Linked DNA regions of Zea mays: region 1 is linked to region 2. The links are chromatin contacts, called in public Hi-C maps. All regions are on one chromosome and are shown on one strand. Each heading gives the region's core, a stretch centred on a gene start, on an enhancer-like site or on the middle of the called end of the contact. The rest is flanking DNA. Distances are from core to core; before and after follow the strand shown. Region 1 overlaps LOC100384700 (nuclear cap-binding protein subunit 1). Region 2 holds the start of LOC103634735 (AAA-type ATPase family protein).

Region 1 (6,669 bases), core at 547-3,046, 1.0 Mb before region 2:
CAAGGGGGAGCCTTAGGATCTCGAGTTGTGGTCCCACAGGCACCAGCCAGCAAGTTCAACTGAGGGTCAGACAGGGGGCTCAGGATCTCGATTTGTAATTGCCTTGTACTCCAAGTGTTATGAACTTCCCTCTGGTAAGCTCGTAACCTGGGTGTCCTGGTGTCTCTGAAGGGAGAGTGGAGAGGAAGATGGGAATGACGCAGAGTGTAGGGGGGAGGAGGGCGCTGATCACCCAGATCACCTGTGCCGGCGTTGTGCCTAGCCAGGATGATCCAAGATGATCCCGCCCTAGAGGAAGATCTTTATTTCTTGGATGCCTCTTACAAACGATGCCCAGCCACCCTTATAGTGGCAGGTGTCCTGGTGCATCATACTGTAGAACTAATCCTCTGCTATTATTTAGGAAATAATACGAAAGGAAACCCATCCTCTAAGGAAACTTATCTTCTCCTATGATTCAGGAACTGATCGGGCTCTGCTTCCCTTTCTTGCGCTTAGAAAACTGGCGGCCCACAATAGCATTTATAATGTTTCCCTCCTCTCCGACAAACAACTCGTTCTCGAGTTGGACCTCTGAATAACGCCTCTTGAATTCAGTACATTGTTCCCATGTAGCATCAGACGGCGCGCGCCCCATCCACTGTACCAGAAGCTCCGAGACACCTCTGTTCAAGCGAGCCTTCACTTTTGATGGAACAGGGGGCACCCTGCCATGGAGAACTGCCGGTAAAGGCACTGGCGCTGACGGGGGATCACCTTGAAACTTCTTGAGAAGTGCCACATGAAACACATCATGGATCGTAGCATTTGCCAGCAACTGGAGCTTGTATGAGACATCCCAAATACGCTGCAGAATTTGATAAGGACTAAAACTTAGGCCCTAGTTTGGAGGATGCTGTTGTCGTGACACCAACTGCTGACCGTTGCTGCAAACATAGCCAAACCCAATCCCCAACAACATATTGCACCTCTCAGCGACCTTTATCTTGAGTACCCTTCATTGTCACCTGAGCCTAGAGTAACCTTTGTTTGATGTCTTCCAAGAAAACGTCCCGATCCTGGAGTTCCTGGTCTACTGCAGAAACCTTGGTCGTCCCCGGCTTATAGAATAACATGGTTGGAGGATCACGACCATACACAATTCTGAACAGAGTACATTTGACAGCAGTTTGATATGAGGTATTATAACAAAATTCAGCCCAAGCAAGCCATTGTAACCAAGTCTTGGGTCGATACACCCGCCAAACAGCGTAGGTACATGACAATAATCCAGTTCACCGCCTCCGACTGTCCATTGTAAGGAGCAGCTTGACCCCAGCAAGGTGAAAGAGCTCAGACCAGAAAGCACTAGTAAAACTGTGTTCCGGTCACTCACAATGGAACATGGAATACCATGAAGGCGCACAATCCTTCATCGTCTTGTTGAAGGCACGATAGTCGATGCAAAAACGCTATGACTTATCGGCCTTCTTCACAAGCAACAATGGGGAAGAGTATGTTGATGTGCATTCGCGGATGATGCCTTGCTGCAACATGTCCTCGCACTATCGCTCAATCTCGTCCTTCAACAACTGCGGGTAGCGGTAGGGGCGAACTGCTACCGGTGGCGTCCCTGGAAGCAGCTTGATGCGGTGATCGTGGCGACGAGGTGGAGTAAGACCGTGTGGTTCAGCGAAGATGTCGGTGTAGGAGGCGAGTAGGGCCTGTAGCGGCTCCTGTGGTTCAAACAAGGCAGCACACTAGGTGTGCGGCGCGCCCAGTCCAACCCAACGCATGGTGCGGCTGTGTCGCCAAAACTCCATGGACAAGGCACTGAAGTTCCACAAGATGGGCCCCAATGACCGGAGCCACTGAACGCCGAGGACGATGTCGAAGCCAGCTAGAGGGAGGTCGTAGCAGGTGATGTCGAAGACCTCCTCAGCGATGGCAATGCGGAGCTTGGGATATACCATGTTGCTCGTGATGAATTCCCCATTCACCACCTTGACGGAGAGCCCCAGTCTTGGTGCGACGTGGAGGCCTAGTTGGCTGGCCACGGCTTCCTGGATGAAGGTGTGGGTAGAGTCTGTGTCAACCAAGGCCACCAACGTCAAATCATTGACCTGAACTTGGAGCTTCATGGTGTTGTTGATGTCGATGTCAGTAAGGGCGTAGAGAGAAATGACCAAGTCCTCCGCTTTTGCGTCCTCATCCATGTCGTCGTCCGTCTCCAGCAGGAACACCCCTTTTGAGGTGTAGTTGTGGTCGACATAGTATTTCTCAGGGCAGTGGTAGCATTCTCCATTCGCCCGCTTCACGGCCAATTCTTTTGTTGTGAGACGCTTGAAACGTGGACGGTTGGGAGCGGCCAACCTGGCCCCCAGTCCAATCCGACCCCTTTGAGTTCGGTCATGTCATTAGACTGAATGGGTGGTTCGAACCGCATATGGACGTATTCAGCAAATCGTGCCCAAGATAGGACGCCATGATCTCGTTCCAAGGCGTAGTACCACTCGGTTGTTGCCCCTTCAAGGTGTAAAGAGGCATGCCATACCTTCTCCTCCGCCATGGTGCACATACCTAGAAAATATGTGTTTCATTTGTTGATCCATGTCAACGGATCAGATTCTCCGTCGAAGGAGGGGAAGTTGGGTCGTGGAGGACGGTCGGCGCCCTCCTTGTCGCGACCCTGACCCTGGAAGCTCCCGCGGCCATAGCCCTCCGGCTCGGCGTGGCGGTCATGGCGACCGTAGAAGTCACCACAGTCGTCACCACGGTCGCGACAGGTGCCACCACGACCGCCGTTGGTACTGCCGCACCCGCCGTAGTTTGGCAGAACTTCATTGTCGTCGATCGTCGTGTGGTCCTCCAACTAAACACCGTCGGTTGGCCCTGTCTCCACCTGCGCCAACCGTCGATCATGGGTGTCAAGGCGGCCATTCATGGTGGTTAGTTGGCCCAACATCCGATTCATTGCGTCCATGAGAAAATCCAACTTCTCGTCGGTCTTCTTGTCGTCAGGATCGAGTACAACGTCGGGCATGGTTGTCGCTGCGTCGTCTGAATCTAATACCAAATTGTTTGAACTTCCCTCTAGTAAGCTTGTAACCTAGGTCTCCTGGTGTCTCTCAAGGGGGAGTGGAGAGGAAGATGGGAATGACACGGAGCGTAGGGGGGAGGAGGGAGATGATCACCCAGATCACCTGCACCGACGTTGTGCCTAGCCAGGATGATCCAAGATGATCCCGCCCTAGGTGAAGATCTTTATTTCTCGGATGCCTCTTACAAATGATGCTAGTCCGCCCTTATAGTGCCAGGCATCCTGGTGCATCCTAATGTAGAACTAATCCTCTGCTATTATTTAGGAAATAATACAAAAGGAAACCCATCCTCTAAGGAAACTTATCTTCTCCTATGATTCAAGAACTGATCGTTCTCTGCTTCCCTTTCCTGCGCCTAGAAAACCGGTAGCCCACAAAAGCATCTATAACACCAAGTCATATTGGCCCTATATATGGTCAGCTCCTCTGTTCTTAAGGCGTCGCCTAGGCGTCCAGGCGGTGCTCCAACGCCTTGGACCGCCTTACCGCTTTAAAAACCATGGTCAGCGCCCACCTAAAGGTGTGTGGTGTTTCACATCTATCTTTCTATAGTTAGGTGCCACCTTACCTAACTCCTTAGGTAGTGTTTGGTTGAAGAGCCAAGTAGAACGGAACCGTTCTGTCCCAGTTTTGTTGTTGTTTGGTTATAAAGTAACTAGAACGGAATGACTCCAATTAGGGAATATTCTCCTCAGATCCAGAACCATTCCGCTCCAAAAAATCAATGAGACGGAGCCGCTCCGTTCCAATCCCGCTCTCACAGTCACGCTCCGTTCCGTTCACTCTGCAACCAAACAAAAAATAGAACCGCTCCGTTCCAGATTACCAAACACAGACTAGAGCGGCTCTGTTCCTAGAATCAGGGATGGAACGGCTCCGTTCTAAATGGCTCCTCAACCAAACACTACCTTAATTCTTATGCACAACTCTAAACAAGTGTGTGAACCATAGGTAGTTGTAGCTTCGCAAAAAAAAAATCTGGAGTACTATGTCAAAACTGGAAAATAATATGAATGTATTTTCCAATGCAATTCTGCTCTTAACGTTATTTATTAGTCAAAGTCCAAATATACTCATCAAAGAATGGGACTGTAGGCTGCGATGAAAGGCTATGCAACCCAATCCTTTGGTGATTGGTAGTCTGATGCAAGTTCCAAGGTTGATGGGGAGATTAGACAGGGCCTCAATTCAATGATCATCTTGGGTGCTTGGTCTATTTGGAACCTCCGCAACCGGTGTGTTTTTGACAGAGTATCACCGAGTTTATCCTTGATAATGGTCCCGGTTAGAGATGAGTTGAAAAATTGGGATTTAGCTAGGGCATGTGGTATCCCCTACCTCACTGCCCTAGCAAGTGCGGAAGTCTAGGTCAGATTTTTTGGGTTGCTCTTGGTCAATTTCCTTTTTCTTTTAGACAACAGGGGTTTTCCTTGGATCCCTAGTGTGGGTTGCTCTTGGCTCGTGTTGAGTGTTCAGTGTTGTTTATAAGGGTTCTATACCCATTTTATTCTTCTTAGAACAATGATACGCAGCTCTCTTGCGTGCTCGAGAAAAAAGTCCAAATATATTGAATTGTGCATATTCTAAAACAACGTTACTTCTAACTACTCATGGTTATTAAGGTGCTGCCTAGGTGTCCGAGCGGTTTTTCAACCAAGGCATCGGGCTTGCCACAGCTTTCTTGTGTGTGTCGTCACCTCCCGCACCAAGTCGTCGACAAGGCATCAGGCAACTCCAAACAAGCGCCACATGTGAAAAAAGGTGCGGAGGCACAGGAGGAAAAGAGCCACGTGTAGGAGAAAAAGACGACAGGGAAGAAACGCAAGGTTGCACGCACGCGGCAAAAGCGGGAAGTATGCGCCCCATGCATACAACTCTGACGAGAAGCTCCTCCATCCATTCACGCCAATTGAGAAAGGGTCAGAGGGGGAGCGAAAGAGAGGAACAAAGGGAAGAGAAGAGGGGAACCTAGAACCAATAGAGCTGAATTCCCAGCAACCATGTGCGGAAGTACAGCCACGCCTCTCTGCTGGTGAGCGACCAGCGTGGCTCCGCTAGTGAGTGACTGCACAACCCTGCACCACTCCACCAGTCTACGCGCAACCGTGACTCTGCTTCTACCCTTCTCTCTGCAGTCAGCACCCAGTTCCTAGTTCTTCCCTTCCCTCTGTTCTGTTGCCTGTGTTTCCTCTGTTCTGGTGCTTGTTTGTGTTTGGCTTGGCTTGCTTAATCTTACAGCTTAACTGGTTGTGCATGCTGGTTTTTCTTGTGCACTACTTATTGTCTTATTTTGTAATGCGAAATTGTGAGCTAATACAAATCATGTCAACTAGACTCTAAGCAACACTAGTAATTAAGTTGTTATGTCATTAGAGACTAATTTGTTGCTATTGAGAACTTTCAGATTTGCTGTTTTGCTAATTTATGTTGTGCAATAGTACTCTAGTACCATTACTTACTATGGTATCGCATGCTAAGAATTGGCAATATTAAGGTATATTTTGCTTCAAAGTTCTAGTGCATTATATATTAAGATGTTTGTATGCCATCGCCTCGCCGCGCACCTTAAGCGCCTAGGTGTCTGGAAAGAGGTGGCTTGCTGCAACCCCGCCTTACCACCTTAAGAAGCATGTGTTCATGAAATTACACTGCAATTGAACAGAATTTCATCTCATCCAATCCCCAAGTTAGTTGAGCATCAAGGGGACTAGTGACAGCTTCCGCGGCACAGTAGAAGTTTCCCCTCATTAACAGTACTCCCTCAGTTCATTTAGGCATAAAAATATGAACAATTAGTCAAATTACACGCATGCTTAGTGTCTAAAAGTTACACAAATAGATTCATATTTCAAATAGACTGATTTTGTAGCAAATGATGATATATATAAAGAGAAATTGGTTCTCATGGTACACCTCTAATGACCTTTTCAAATTCTAATATGCCAATTACAAACGGGCAATTATGGATGCAGAATTGCAGATCATTGTCAATTCAAAACAAAACAGCATCCCACAAAGTGAAGTTACAAGCGATGCAACTAAGGATATATACTATAGGAAATGAGCAATTAAGGATATAAATCAAAAATCAAAGCAAAGCAAAGCAGCCATTTTACTTACCAGACCACTGAGAAATCGCAGCAATATCCTAATCCTATCACGATTTTCATTGTGCAAGGCATCCTGCAATCAAGGCATCAGTCACTCTTAAAGCTACGGTAATCACAAATTTAACAGTGTGTTTATGTAAATGTAACAATGGTACCTCTAGGTTAGCCTGTGTGGTATCTACAATAGCCTTACTGAAGTCTTCATTTTCTAAGTTTATCAAACCAATCTGAGATAAATAAAAAAAGAAACAAAGTACAACCCAAAGAGTTAGGTTTATTAAACATGATCCATGAGATTATAATCATGTTCTTACAATAAATACCATGGATCAAAAAAATATTCTGAAGTTAGTTGTATATCTGTACATATAATACATCAATAATATTAGGACCAAAAGTGTTGTTTAAACACATCATCATGAACTATGGACTAGCTTGGTTACGAAACAGAAAAACTTATAAGCATTTGCTAAGTTTCT
Region 2 (6,952 bases), core at 1,936-4,435:
AACAAATAAAAATGGTCCAAAAGCACATTTTCCTTTCAGTTCCATACTACGTAGGGTTGCTATACAATCTTATGAATTATGTGAGTTACTGCCCTACTATAGAATAGTGTTGTCAGAATAACTAACTAATGAATCCTGAGGATTGTAGATCACATTGTATACATGATCACAATAATGAATCATGGGGATTCTACTGTAGAATAGTGATGTTAGAACCCAATAATGGAAGTGTGGACTCGAACTATGTCTATGATTCAAACTGTGAGCTACTGCCCTATTGTAGAACAACTACCATACAATCGTTGTGCATTGTTTTAATCGAATAATTTGTATGTCGTTACAAAGCATAGGGCACTGTACTAGTAAATATTTGAATTCATATTCAAATTTGTATTCGAATTTTATATCTATCATTTAAGAAAATATTGATAAATTTGAGGTTTATCTTTTATGAATATTTACAAGTTTAATGCTAAAAATAAGAATATAAATTTATACAATAGATTCTATATTCTATTTATTTGCAATTAATCAAAAAATTGATATCCAAATAAGTATCCGTTTCCGGCCGTTTTCATCCCTAGTTCTCTTTATGATCTTGTTTGGATGTGATTGATTTGATTAATGGACATTGAGGGCCATTTCGTTCTAGAGTTAGACTATCTTGATGTTATGTTGGGAAGGGGTAAGAGACGAGGGGCAACTCAGTCTTTTATTTCGGTGCAAGACGTAGGGATTTGAGATGCATAAGGTTTCTTGGCTTTAGTGGGATAGTACCAGTGCTATTAGGACATGTATAACTCCAATTAATATCACATCTTTTTAGGGATCTCTAAGGGTTAAATGAAAAAAAACACAAGAGAGAGTCCGTATCTACACCACTGCCCACACATATTGGCTCTTAATTATGTTAATGATGTGACTAATTTTAAAAACAACTCATTGTATGATGGAGTTTTTTTGCAGTCTCTTTTACTTGAAAAACTAAACAATGAGCTATAGGTTGTATATGCCCGGGTAGGCTGCCATTCCGTGTTCTGGGAATCCCATTGCCTGTTCTGCTTTTTCGATTCCCCCCTCTCCACACAGTCCATTCTCACCATTCCCTGTTTTCTTTCACGTACATCCCACGCCTAGCTAAAATTAAATTAAAAAAACACAAATGGCCCCAAGGGGATTCGAACCCACGACCCCTTAAGCAAATGTGCTCATAGCTACCACTACACCACACATGTGTTTATGTCTAGATCTATTATAGTAAAAACATATACTACATCTCTCTCGAAGCCCACCTGCTACCCTAACACAATGGGTAGTAGTAGATAAGTATCACCGAGATTATTAAATTATATTTTTGGATTGAGGGAGTAGTATTTAAAGAAGAGCCTTGCATGAAATTTCTTTTGTTTGAATAATGTTTTCAACTTAAATTCCTTTTTTGCATGCGTGACATTTATTCTCCGTAATATTTTTCCATGGATCTGACTTATGAGTCATTTTCATAAACCAATGACAAAGATGAATCCATGTTTCTTACTTGGAAACTCCGAACAAACACCACTAGCATGAGGCGCTCGCGTTGGCATCGCTCATCGACGACGAAAAGAAGCTTGGCGACTACCAGTTCGACCTCTGGAAGCAGTCCTACGTGGCCCGTGGCTGCATGCGCCGCCGTGTACGGCAAGCTCCAGCACAACCGCCGCTTGGACGCGGTCCAGAGCGGCTGCACCGCGCTGTCCATCGTCAAACTGGGGGACCTCATGGTTGTTGCCAATGCCAACGACTCTCGGGTTGTTCTGGGCACCGCAACCGACGACGACACCATCACGCCGTCCAGTTCATCATCCACCTGAAGCCCAACCTGTCACATAAGTCGCTACTGACCGGCCATGAATTCTTATGCGCTAGGATGACGGACATTGCTGCTGTTGTGTGAGTGTCCTCGAACAAGATGTATGTAGAGGAGTAGCACATCCGGTGGTGCAACGACCAGATGTACTACCTCGCTGATGAGCCCGAGGTGCACTTCATTTGGCAGCCCAACCAAGAGTCATCCGTACTCACCATGTCGTGCGCATTCGACGACTATTATATCAAGGATTATGGCGTCATCTAGGCGCCGGAGGTGACGCAGAGGAGGACCGACAACAATGACCACTCGCCATCGTCGGGGTAGCTTTTGTGCCGGTCTGCCTTTAATTCTCTTCACAAACACACACTTGCCTTTTTTTGTTTAAGCAAGCGTGTATGGTGGTGCGTGTCTGATGACTAATGATGTACGACAGAACTTCTACCGGCAGGTGTGATATGTGCTCTCCAATGATGAGACCATGCAAATCGTGACATATATCAAAGTCTGCATGACACTGATGGTTGCAATGTAGTAGTAAAACAGCTAAATTAAAATAACAAAATTTATGTATGGCTAGGATCACAAATGGATTATGAAACATTTTCTTATAACAATATAAGACACATTTTGTATATAAATTATCATGGTATTATATGTTCTCGTTGCAACGCACGGGTACTCACCTAGTTTAATATTAGATCTCTTGGAGGGTCTATAAAGGGTTATTTTAAAAAATACAAAAGACAGACTATTTGTCAAGATTCTGTCTCTTCACCACCATACATGTTGTCTCTTAGCTATATTTATGACCTAACGTTTCAGTGTTGTATTATACAGTGTCTTAACTATCTATTGTACTTGGGAAACCAAATCAAAGTATGAGGATTGTACATACTCTTAGAACTTATTTGTTTAATGCTAATACATGTGGATTAAACCGAATTAAATCAATTTAAATTTATAATAAGTCAAAATCCCATCCGAACTAAGGGTGTGTTTGGTTTGGCTTTTGGCTTTGACTTTTGCCCCCTAAAAGTCAAACCAAAGGGCTGAATCTGGAAAGCAATTTTTTCTAAAAGCTGACTTTCTTGTAGTGCAAAACTGAAAGCACATCTGGACCTGCTTTTAACAGCTTTTAGGTGGAACTGTGAAAATATATATGGAAGAATTTTTAGCGACTTTTAGTGGTTTCCACCGAACGATTTTTAGCTTTTTAGCAGTTCACAGCCTACAACAGTTTTTTTCACAGCTTACAACCCACAACAGTTTTTTTTCACAGCTACAGTCCAACCAAACAGACCCTATACACCACGCAAGACGAGGATTTTCCGTGAATTTCCCCAATTGCACGAGGCGGCCTCTCTATCGAGTATCGACTGGACAGCACAGTCTCACCTGTCGCGCCGCTGTTGTGTGATTGGTGGTCGCGGCGGCCGCCTTATTTTTATTCCGCTTCCCCTACTAATGCATTACTACTAATCCAAAGAATCCTTCGGTTTTGTATTCTACTCCGCTTCCTTTCGTCTTCCCCTTCGCCCCTTTCTCTCTCTCTCTCTCTCGCGTGTTCTCGCGTCGCCGTCGCCGCTGGTGCGAGATGGTCGAGACGAGGCGGAGCGCCGCCGCGAAGCGCCCGGCGGCGGGGGAAGAGGATAAGGGGGCGCCGGCATCGCCTGCATCGGCTCCCGCGGAGAACGCGGGGGCGGGTCCGAGGGCGGGTGACGATGTCGCGTCGTCGCAGCCCCCGAAGCGAGCCAAGGTCCGGATCTCCCTCCATCCCCCATGCATGTAGCCCCTTCAGGTCTCTGGTTTTGATCTGGTTTTTGTTGTTATTGCGATCTCGCTGGTGGTAGGTTGGGTGCACGGAGGCGGACACCGAGAAGCCGTTGGTGGCGCCGGCAGAAGTCGGCACCGTTGCGGGCCCACTGCCCAACACGGCTGGTCTGCAGGCGCTGACCGGCGCCATGGACAAGCTGGAGGCCCTCTTGAGGCCCAAGGAGGGTCAGTCCAATCCGGCCGGTATGAGCCTTGTCCCTACGATGTGCCTACGGCGTTCTTTCGGTTTTTGGCTTCGGGCCTTAGGGTTTGATGAGTTCCCTTGTTTGTGTAGGGCATAAGCGGGGCACTAACGATAAAGATATAACGGCGAAGATAAAGAGAGCCATGGATTTATCGGAGGATTTATCAGCAAAGATAAAGAAAACCAAGGATAATGTGGCTGGGATATTGAATAAGCCACAGGCGGCAGCCACCAGCAGGCGTCAGGAGCCCTGGTGCAGACTAATTTCACAATATACCATGGTGCGACTTCTCTTCTGTCTTTTCACTTCTCTTTCAATTAGTAGAACTCACCCATGATCTCTCGTGCTTTGGATGAGACCTTAATTACCAAAAACTACATGGCACATGTTAATCGTTCTTTGTAATTGCTATAGAAATACCATATAAAACCTCATATCAGAACTCAGGAATATGCAATACTACCTTGAACCTTACCTGTTCTCTATCTGCTCTGAGTCTTGTAACTTTAAAGAAAGCACCATCCAACCCCATTCAGTTGCAATATACACAGATACACTTTCTGTTTACTTTCTGTTTGTGGAAAAATAATTTCATACATAGTTCTATCTCAGTGCCAAGGTTATTAAGATGTTTTGTGCTTCATTTTTGCTTTATTGGATAGGCTGTATGTGATGTGACGTTTGGCTGCATTTGTTGAGAAACTTCAATGTCCCATTGTTAGTGCTTGTGTGCATATGATATTGTATAAGATTTAGGATTTAAGGTGCCTTTCAGTGAGTTAACGAACTTCATTATTGCTCTTTGGAGCAACTAAAATGATTGAACTTTTTATCATATACCAATGGATTGTCATCTGCTGTATTTTTTTTCAACAGCACCCTACCCTTTCTATTTATGGTGCGCTTTTCACTATCGGTCATGGAGCACATCATGATTTCAGACTGGGCGAATCATCCACTGCCTCACCTGTTTGTAGACTGAAGCAGGCTAAGGTACTATGAATTTATTTTTAGTTTTTTTCCCTGCATTTGTTCCCCTTTTATTCTGACATTTTTTTCTAGCGAGGTGCACTCCTTGAAGTCTTTGAATCCAAAGTTGTCCGTGTCAATGGGAAATCTTTGGACAAGGCTGCCAAGGTTACCTTAAATGGAGGAGATGAAATTATCTTCCGTTCACCAGTGAGGCATGCTTATGTATCCTTTTCTATTGTCTATTTCTTTATCTATTAAATACTTCCTATGTTTTTGTTTTTTTTAAATGTATGACACCTGGACAGGTTAAATAGTTAACAAAGGAACTAATTACCTGTCTTAAACATCATATTTTAAAACAAAGGGAGCATCTTACTTTTATGATTCAGGCTAACCGGCTAAACACAAATGAACCTTGATTTTTATTGGACTTGTTCGTAATAAATATAATGTAATGATGGTCAAAGAAGTAACATTTGTCATTGGAAGTTTTTATTTCCTTAATGTAATGGTAGATATTTGAGCAACTTCATCAGGAGAAATCAAGCACTCCAGCATTATCCTCCACTTGCAGTAGTATCCAGCAGGGGCAGTGCTCACATTTCAAAGATATTCAGGGTCATTTATCATCTAAAGGGCACAAAGTCCCAACCATTTACTTTGGAAGAGGTCGGTCTTCATTGTTGCCTAGTGGTGAGACTTCATATTTGCCATTGTTGTTTCTTTGTAAACTATTGCTTCTTAGTCCCAGAGTTTTGAAATTCACAGCTGTTTATAGGATAGTACAGACATAGCACCCCCAGTGCTTGCTGCACAGTATTTTTTGTTCACAATTGATTTAACATTTATTATTTAAACACTGTTGCAGGTTCATCAGCAGATCCACTCCTGCTTAATTTATGTAAAACGATGGAGGGCCAGAGCCAGCATAGCTCCGAAGATAATATATCATCTGGTCGGTTTCAGCTAATAAAGGAGGATTTGATAAATGCAACGGTTGACGCGAGTGACATTTTTGAGTCATTTGATAGTTGCCCATATTATCTAAGGTAAGCATACATTTGATAGTCCTTGTGCTAGAAATCTAAATACTTTGGTATATCAGGGAAATCTGAAACTTAACCGTTCACATTCTAGGACTATCCGTATTCCAGTATCTAAGTTCATTGATGAATCTGCACTTGTAATTATGTTTCCTATTATTGTCCCCACAGTGATCATACCAAATGTGCCCTCATGTCATCAGCATATGTACATTTACACTGCAAAGACTACTTGAAGTTTACAAAAGATATATCTTCTCTTAGTCAACGAGTGCTGCTATCTGGCCCAACAGGTATATGCATGTGTTAGACATGTACTTTATTTAGCTTTATTTGAAACTTGCATTATTGTTTCTGTTTTTTTATTAAGTATGCTAACTTATCTTTTACAGGAACTGACATCTATCAAGAATATCTGGTGAAGGCACTTGCAAAGAATTTTGGTGCTAGATTGCTCACTGTAGATTCTTCCATGCTGTTTGGTGTAAGATCTTGAGCGATTATGTTTATTCTTCTCTTTTACTTGTGACAATCATAACTATGATGTTTCCAAATCTATGGCTTAACATAATGACTTCATGAGTTCATGACATGGCTGTACTCTCTTTATCTTACCATTCTATTTATACCGATGGTCTTGTCATCTTACTCTATGCTATTTTGAAAAAGAGAAACCTACTTTGACTGAGCCCTCTGTGAGTACTCTGTTTATTTGCTGGTACATGGTACTCATTTATATTTTGTTGTTCAGGGGCAAACTTCCAAGGAGCCGGAGACATACAAAAAGGGTATGAATGTGGAAACTATGCGATTTTTTCATGTTTACTTGAAATTTAATTCAGAATTTTGGCGATCTCTTTCTCATTTTTAATGCATTCCTAGTGGGCTTGCATTTATCCACAACACTGACCAGTACCAGCGTCATTGTGGGAAAGAGCAAATCAAATTCATTCATATCTTTGCCCACAAACTAGCCTAGCAGGCGCATTGATAAGGTTCTAATATTCTGTAATGTTGTCTAAATAAATGGATCTATTGTTTTATTTATTCAGGTGATAGAGTGAGGT

What was found. A called contact is a pair of places that touch in the nucleus more often than the background predicts.
Region 1: a contact with region 2 is called in a Hi-C map of endosperm, with 2.9 times the contacts expected there. The contact joins the enhancer-like site here to the promoter of LOC103634735 in region 2. A contact is called at or near these places in 2 of 25 Hi-C or Micro-C datasets (bundle sheath and endosperm).

Annotation. Positions count from the first base shown.
Region 1 is chr1:59,147,633-59,154,301 of Zm-B73-REFERENCE-NAM-5.0, reverse strand. It overlaps LOC100384700 (nuclear cap-binding protein subunit 1), which reads right to left. Exons shown (of 19, transcript XM_008657372.3): 4 at 6,346-6,417; 5 at 6,201-6,263. Among protein-coding and RNA genes, the nearest start is that of LOC100384700, 7.1 kb to the right of the region's middle. Within about 2 kb of position 1,796, at least 1 of the 20 cell types and tissues checked has an H3K27ac peak or open chromatin away from gene starts, as enhancers often do. A contact at or near this core is called in endosperm, where this site is marked.
Region 2 is chr1:58,150,078-58,157,029 of Zm-B73-REFERENCE-NAM-5.0, reverse strand. It overlaps LOC103634735 (AAA-type ATPase family protein), which reads left to right and starts at 3,185. Exons shown (of 28, transcript XM_008657320.3): 1 at 3,185-3,608; 2 at 3,703-3,868; 3 at 3,960-4,150; 4 at 4,747-4,863; 5 at 4,933-5,064; 6 at 5,358-5,535; 7 at 5,711-5,891; 8 at 6,057-6,178; 9 at 6,278-6,369; 10 at 6,637-6,673; 11 at 6,938-6,952. The coding sequence starts at 3,447.